Regions from separate parts of the Mus musculus genome. Here region 1 is linked to region 2. The links are chromatin contacts, called in public promoter capture Hi-C maps. All regions are on one chromosome and are shown on one strand. Each heading gives the region's core, a stretch centred on a gene start, on an enhancer-like site or on the middle of the called end of the contact. The rest is flanking DNA. Distances are from core to core; before and after follow the strand shown. Region 1 holds the start of C130023O10Rik (RIKEN cDNA C130023O10 gene). Region 2 holds the start of Prrg4 (proline rich Gla (G-carboxyglutamic acid) 4 (transmembrane)).

The links. Promoter capture Hi-C pulls out the DNA fragments that hold promoters and counts their contacts.
Region 1: a promoter capture Hi-C map of hippocampal neurons shows a contact between it and region 2, with 3 times the contacts expected there. The contact joins the promoter of C130023O10Rik here to the promoter of Prrg4 in region 2.

The regions. Positions count from the first base shown.
Region 1 is chr2:106,815,601-106,819,376 of GRCm38.p6, forward strand. It overlaps C130023O10Rik (RIKEN cDNA C130023O10 gene), which reads left to right and starts at 2,458. Exons shown (of 1, transcript NR_169080.1): 1 at 2,458-3,776. The region is part of intron 4 of Mpped2 (metallophosphoesterase domain containing 2); the gene reads left to right.
Region 2 is chr2:104,847,921-104,851,475 of GRCm38.p6, forward strand. It overlaps Prrg4 (proline rich Gla (G-carboxyglutamic acid) 4 (transmembrane)), which reads right to left and starts at 1,930. Exons shown (of 6, transcript NM_178695.5): 1 at 1,626-1,930; 2 at 1,156-1,280. The coding sequence starts at 1,258.

The sequences.
Region 1 (3,776 bases), core at 1,208-3,707, 2.0 Mb after region 2:
GGGGTGGAGTGACATGACTCGCCTCTGGGACAAGGCTTACAGGACATGGGCCTCCAAGAGTGTTGGTGGCTGCTGTGGACCTAAGGCTTATTTGTATAATAATGTACATATTTTCACGTTCCTCCTGTGATGAATATCCTTCCAATTAATGTTAATGACTCCATGATAATCAGAGACAGCATGAGGCGAGGAGTCAAAGGTGTGGTTAATGTCTCAGCAAAATGATAAATGCTGGGACCTTCAGGACAGCCCTTAAGGCTCTGGGAAAGAGTTCTAAATACATGAGTTTGAAAATATGTTTTTCTCAGCTGTGCAAAAATGTAAGGATGCAATATGAATTGTATACGGAGCTTCACAGATGTAAAGGAACAGAGGCTGCTACCCTATGAGTCAGCTTGTAAGAAAGATACAGAGATGGGCAGATTCTAATGCAGCCAGATTCCTGAGTTCAAGGTCAGCCTGGGGCCGTGTGAATTCTGGCCCAGTTGTGATCCCAATGATAATTGCAGGGTGGGGTCCCACCCTGCTAGCTTATTGTCTGTGCCAGTGCTTGCTGTCTCTTCCTGAGAGTCAAGGGGCTGATGCTGATTTCTGGGATGGACAAGAGGGAACCTGGAATAAACTGCTAAATTGATATGTTAATAAAAAATCCGGCTTTAGTTCTACTTGAGCTGAGCTGTCTGGAGATCACTAGAGAGTGAACACAGCTCTTCAAGAATTTTTTTTTTTTTAAACAGGATTTCTGATTTTAGTCAGAAAGTCCGTGGAGAATGAACACAACTCTTTTAGAATTTTTTTTCTAACAAAATTTCTCAAATCCCAAGAATTACTTAGAGAGCTGACACAGCTCTTAGAATGTTTTCTAGCAGCTATTTAGGGAAGGCTATCTTAAGAGTGAACACAGGGCTTTTAATTTTTTTTTCTTTCTGATTTTTATTGAAAAACACAAGAATTACTTTTAGAATTTTTCAACAGGATTTTTGACTTGGTCAAAAGATCCAAGATTTTTTTTTTTTTTTAATAGCAGCTATTCTGACTTTGGTCAGAAAACCCATAAGCTATTCAGAGAGCTTTTGGGGGTTTTTACTAGCAAAGAGCGCTGCTTCAACCAGAGAGAGCTTTCTCTAACAGAAAGTTGGCTATCTCAACCAAAGAGGTTTTAGAATAGCCAGAAAAGGCTGTCCCGAGCAGAACAGAGAGAGAGAGAGAGAGAGAGAGAGAGAGAGGTCTGGAAAGCTGTCTCAGGCAGAGCAGAACAAAGAGAGAGTGCACGATATGGAATGCTGTCTTGAGCAGAACATAGACTGCCAGCTTGTAACCCACGATTTGACTTCCAATCATTTGTTTGCACTGATAAACCTTCTCTCAGGAACCTAGACCTAGCTGAGGCTGGACCTTGGCAGTTTGGGGCATATTTCACTTAACAAGATTCCTTCAATGGGTTCTGATGCAGTATGTCTCAGAATTTTCTTTCTTTTGAGGGCTGAATACTATTCTGTTTTACATATGTGTATTGTTAGGGTCCAGGAATCTCCTCACACACCCCACAAACACTGACCTCAGTCAGACAGAGATAGTTTATTGAGCCTATGCCCCAGGGCCAGGGCCAGATTTAGGAACTGAACCGTGATTCATAGTTAAAACCCTAAGGGTTTTGAAACCCAAAATCCACAAACATCTGTGCCAAGTTATTTCAACAATCAGGATTTAGGGATAGGGGATTTCCTTAAGAACGTGTCTTTTTGTACATCTATCTGGTTTCCATTGGTTGGGGTATTCAACTATGGCAAGGGACTTGCCTTGTCTAACAGTCATGTCTTAACTTCTTTACCACGATGTCAGTTACCTACGTCCATGTCTCTTTCTGTCGAGTACGATGTCAGTTCTCACGGGGGTCTTACGTTTACATTCAAAATGGAAGTCTTGTTCCAAATAGTCTCTTATATTGGTACAGGTGTCTCTCTTATGTTGGGGTCCCTCCCAGGGGCAGCTTACACCCTAAAAGCTTATACACAGGTGCAGGAAGTGTTGTTTGTGGTTGGTTCAGGTCCAAGCTTATTGTGAGTAACCATGCAAAACCGTCCTACTGACTTGTATTGTGATTGATTTCCAAGGGCATAAGACAGCAGATATTCAGGTTGGCATTAGAAGCTTTCCTAGTAACTATAGGACAGGCAACTGCTATAGAAAATGATATGAAAAAGTTTCCTTATAATGGCAAGCTAGCCAGGTAACTGTTACCTAGGCCTTAACATTCCATTTAGGCCTTACTATTTTACCCAGGTCCTAACATACACTGCATTCGTTTACCTACTCCATTGTATTCATATACCACATTTTGTTTACTCATTCACCTGCTGATGGGTTCAGGGTGTTACCATATAATATGGATTCTGCGTACTGCTGCTATGAGCACCTGCACACAAGGCCCTGGTTTTAGTTCTTGCGGTACTATATGTTATTTCTACCTTTAACTTACGAAGTGACACTATCATTTTCTATAATGGTTGCCTGTCCTACAGTCCCACAAGCATGCTCTCAGGTTGTTTTCAGCAGAAATCATTGCCACCTCACACTGCTCCCAAGAACACAACTCTGGTGACAAGAATCAAGAGTCCCAGAGTTGATCTTTTTCCATTGAGGGATAAGGAGAGGACCAAGCCTTACACTGTAGTCAGGGGATGCAGAAATGCACAAGAAGAGAATAGTCTGACTGGACAGAGAAAGGCAGCATTCAAAGAAGGTACAACAGCACCTGAACTTAAACATGACACCCTCCAAGAGGAGCGTAAATCCGCCATCTGCCCAGCACTGCTTCAGGGTGCACCTGGTCAGATGTGTGCCGTTGTAAGAGTTGTGTTCATGGGATCTACAGACTGCAACAGATGCCAGACAGACTCTCAGACAAAGCCTCCTTGTTGCTGTTTGTCTCCAGATAGTTCAATCCAGGTCTTTTGTTTTGTTTTGTTTTGTTTTTTGTTTCTGGGAAAATAAATAAATGTTTGGATTTCTAACAATACTTCCCACCTCTGAGCAAAACTAATTTATGATACTTCATATACAGTGTGCAGAAATTCCAAAAAGAAAGTATATCCCTGTCACCCAACCCTGACTTATACATGGAGGGTCTGGGGGAGCAGAAGGAGAGCCAGCAGGTGTGGTGGTTTGAATATGGTTTGAAAGGGCTAGGGGTGTGGCCTTGTTGGAGGAAGTGTGTTTTGGGGAGTTTCAAAAATGCAAGCCAGGCCCAGGGTCTCTCGCTTCATGCTTCGCGCTTTCTCTGGATTCTAATGTAGAACTCTCAGCTACATCTTCAGTGCCGTGTCTGCCTGCATGCTGCCATGTGTCCCAACCTGCCAATAATGGACTAAACCTCTGAAAGTGTATGCAAGTCCCAGTTAAATGCTTTCTTTTATAAGAGCTGTTGTGGTCATGGTATGTAGTCACAGCAATAGAACACCGAGTAAGATGGGAAGACATGCTTTCTGATTTCTGGTTAACTTGGTTAACTTGAGCTAGCCTTAGAATGCTTCAGTGTGAAACACTGTAGATTTGAAAACGACTGAGTACTTTATGATCTTCCTGTCAAAGCCCCTTCGAATACTGGGACCTAGCAATCCTATAATGGCTCCTTCTTTAGGAAGACCAGAACATTCTCAGTTGCTAGAAAACCTCAGGAGATCCCATGTTCCAGAATTTCCCTCTTTGGGCTTTATTCTCTATGCAAGATGTTTGTGGGTTTTCTTATTGTAAAATTAGGGTTGTCATAGAGACAT
Region 2 (3,555 bases), core at 680-3,179:
TGCCTGACATGTGTATAAATGAATGCACTCACAACCATCCCAGAGAACAGTCTCTGTGTCTTACCTGAGCATGGACCATTACTACAGGTAGACTTAGGGATAATGGGGGGCTCGGGGAAACACAAGGACCCCTTTTATTCTAACAACCTCTCTCATGTTTCAAATTTGCCTCTTCAAATTGCCTAGAACTTTACCGTTAGAATGTGATTCCTTTAGGCCGAAGTATTGCCCTTTCCTAACAGACACACACACACACACACACACACACACACACACACACACACACACACACGGAGTGAGGGAGCACACTTCATCAATCATTAAAATGTCTGTCAGGAGTATTAATGGCAGATCCTACTGAGAACTGGATCTGATAAAGGGGATAAGGGATAATAAAGGACAGGAATGTGTGAGTTGAGTAACCCCAAGGTGCTGGTGCTTGTGGCAAAAGCCAGTGACTAAGTAGGGGGAAGGAAGCGGAGAGCTAGGGCTTTTTTTTTTCTTTTTCTTTTTTTCCTTCTCACTTCAGATTTTGCCAGGTTAGGCTTTTTAAATGGAAGCAGGAACCAATTTGTGACCTGTAACCGAAAATCCTGGGCCAGCAAACTACACTTAATCTCTCAAGCATCTGCCTTTATCTACACAACGTTTGGAACAATGACCAGAAGGGTCATCCTACCTTCCAGCCCTTGCTCTGGATCTCACAAATCCAGACTAGGGGACAGGATGTGGCTCAGCGGTAGAGCACTTGTCTATATGGGGACTCCCAGCGGTGCACAAACAAGTCCTGACAAGAGTCTGGCCTCCCTGTCAGTCTTCCAAGAAGCAGCCTTCCTCTTTATAACTAACACACAGCTTCATCTAGGAAACGACAACTCACTGACTTTCGGACTTCGAAAAAGGCTTTCAATTTAGTCAACCACAAACCAGGTGTTAAACATCTGTTTACTAAGGGAGATACGTTTGTACATATTATAGTTAAAAACCCACAACTCTAAACAAGAAAGCCACAAATTAAAACATAGGATATGCTGTTGCACTGTGGTTCACGGGGGCGTGTAATTCCCCCTACCACACTTTGGCTTGAGATCTACACAGTAGACCGCAACTGGTTTCAGAAGTGTTTTCCCCCAATCGGCAGCCATGCTTGCTTACCTTCTTCTGGGGCATGTTCGGAATCCTTTAGGCTTCTGATACAATGAGGAACTGCGAGGGTAAGTCTGGGCAGCTGGCTGAGTACGATCAGAAGTGGAAACATAGTCTAGCAACTGTCAAACAAACTAAAACAAAAGTGACAACGACATTAAAAGAAAAGAAAAGAAGCAGGCCAAGTCTCAGCCTGTTGGGTTTTAGTCGGAACTGAGTCAACAACGACCTGTTGCACCCCACGGGTCGCTCTTAATCTATGGGACCCAAGGCGCTCCGGGCAGGTGGCACCTCCGGAGCGCCTGGGAACAAAAGGTACTCCCGGGAAGCTGCGGAGGAGAGTTCGGACACTGGCCCAGGCAGACGCGACTCTCGCCCACGCTGACAGGCAGCTAGGTGCTGGAATGCCACTGTCGAGACATCGTCTCTGGATGACTCTCCCACTCCTCCCCGCCCCGCCTCGCCGCTGGTCGCCGCACCTGTGTCCCCGGGCGCATGTTCCAGCAGCCCCTGGGCGGGAACCGAGTTATCCGCTTGGCCCGAGAGGTGGCCTGGCCCTGAGTCGCGGACGCCTCTGGATCTCGGCGACAGTCGGAGCCTAGCTCTTCGCGGCTCCAAGGCGACACCAGGACGCAAAAGAGGCGCCCAGGATCCGCGCAGGGGCGCTCGGGGAACGTGCGCCGCACGGGGCCCAGCTTGTGTGCTGGAGCCACTCCCACCGCTACCGGACGAGGAGGTCACCTGGCAGCGCTCCACCTCCCGCTCTCGGTCCCCAGCCCTTCTCGACTGAGACCCGGACGCTCACACTTTGGCGGCCTATCAGAGCGCCCTCCCGAGGTTACCTTCGGTCAGCTGTTCTCGCAGGGTGGTCCAGGGATGAGAACATAGCATTCATCCGAGAAAATATACTTTGTTAGTGATTTGCATTGTCACATGACCAAAAATCAATTAATAGCAATTACAAAGTTCTCAGATGTATTTCACCAGGTCTGGGTTGTCTACAAAAATACTTTCAAATATGTCCCCGAGTCAAAATTGTTTCCACGACAACAATGCAAGGTTTCACCTCTTTTACTTTCATTCTTTCCCTCCTTGGGTTTACAGTGGAAATTTCCAGAAGCTGTTTGACATGTGATGATATCATCACTCTGCTAACTAATAAGCCTCCAGTGGATGAATACTTGTGATGCTTAATATCTTCCATACTACTAGGTTAGTGTCGGTATGTAAATTTAAACAAAATGTGACAAATTGTGTTTGTTCTCAGAATATTTCTGCTTTTATTAGATATCTTTGGCCGTAGCTACCCATATACCCAGACAGCTAAAAAGTTCATCCTTCTTGAACAAATAATCTTAGATCTTGAACTTTTCGTTGAGTTTTTTTCTTTTTTCTTTTTTTTTTTTTGAAACAGCAAGAGCATAAGCACCCTTAATTGTCATGAGATGAAGTTAAATTTTGAAAATTTCTCTATTTAAAAATGTTGTGTGAGAGATATAATTAAAAATAATTCAAGAGGCCCAGAGCTCGAGGTGTGAGAAGATAGGAGAACAGTGTCTCACCACACTCTTCATGTCCAAACAGCATGCGCTGTTACTCTTGGGAACGCTATTTAAATTTTGCTCTTTGGCCAGAGTAGCCTGGAACTTCATACAGTTGAAACAGAGCACAGTGAAATGGCATTCCCACTCCTTTCTAGTCTCCAGTTAATTCACTTTTCACCAAATTTGTTTTCTTCCCTGAAAGGCTATTATCTATTTTATTCTGATTAATGGATTCAAGTAAGAATTTCCATATGTTTTGCAGACGTTGTTTTTGTTTCCTTCCAAACACTATCCATGCCCCACGCCCTAGAGGCTTAAGCGGTCTGGAAAATGGAGTCTGCTCTTTCACCTTACTTAAGCAGTGGAGATCAGACTGTGGAGAAGCTAGAAATACCTTATGGTTGAGCACAGGAATCGGAAGTATCTCTCAGGAGACCCATTCTCCTGCTCCCTCATTTAGACAACCTGTGGCTGGAAGCCCTGGGAAGAGAGGGATAAACACCATTTTGCTTTTGGGAGAACTGAGTCTTTCTGAGATCTGTATCTAACAATGTAGACTGTCAAGTTCTACTAGGGCAAGGGCAGATTTCGTTACTTCCTTTCCAGTACGCAGAAAAAGCCTCTCCTGGTTATTATATTCAGTACATTTTGTTAGGTGGCAGCTATTTATTGTTAAGTAGAAATGCTTCTCACTTTTATTTAGTGTGTGTGTGTGTGTGTGTGTGTGTGTGTGTGTGTGTGTGTTCAAGATAGGGTTTCTCTGTTAGCCCTGGCTGTTCATTATGCAGACCAGGCTGGCCTCTAACTCAGAGATCTGCCTGCCTCTGCCTCCAAAGTGCTGGGGTTAAAGACATGCACCAATACC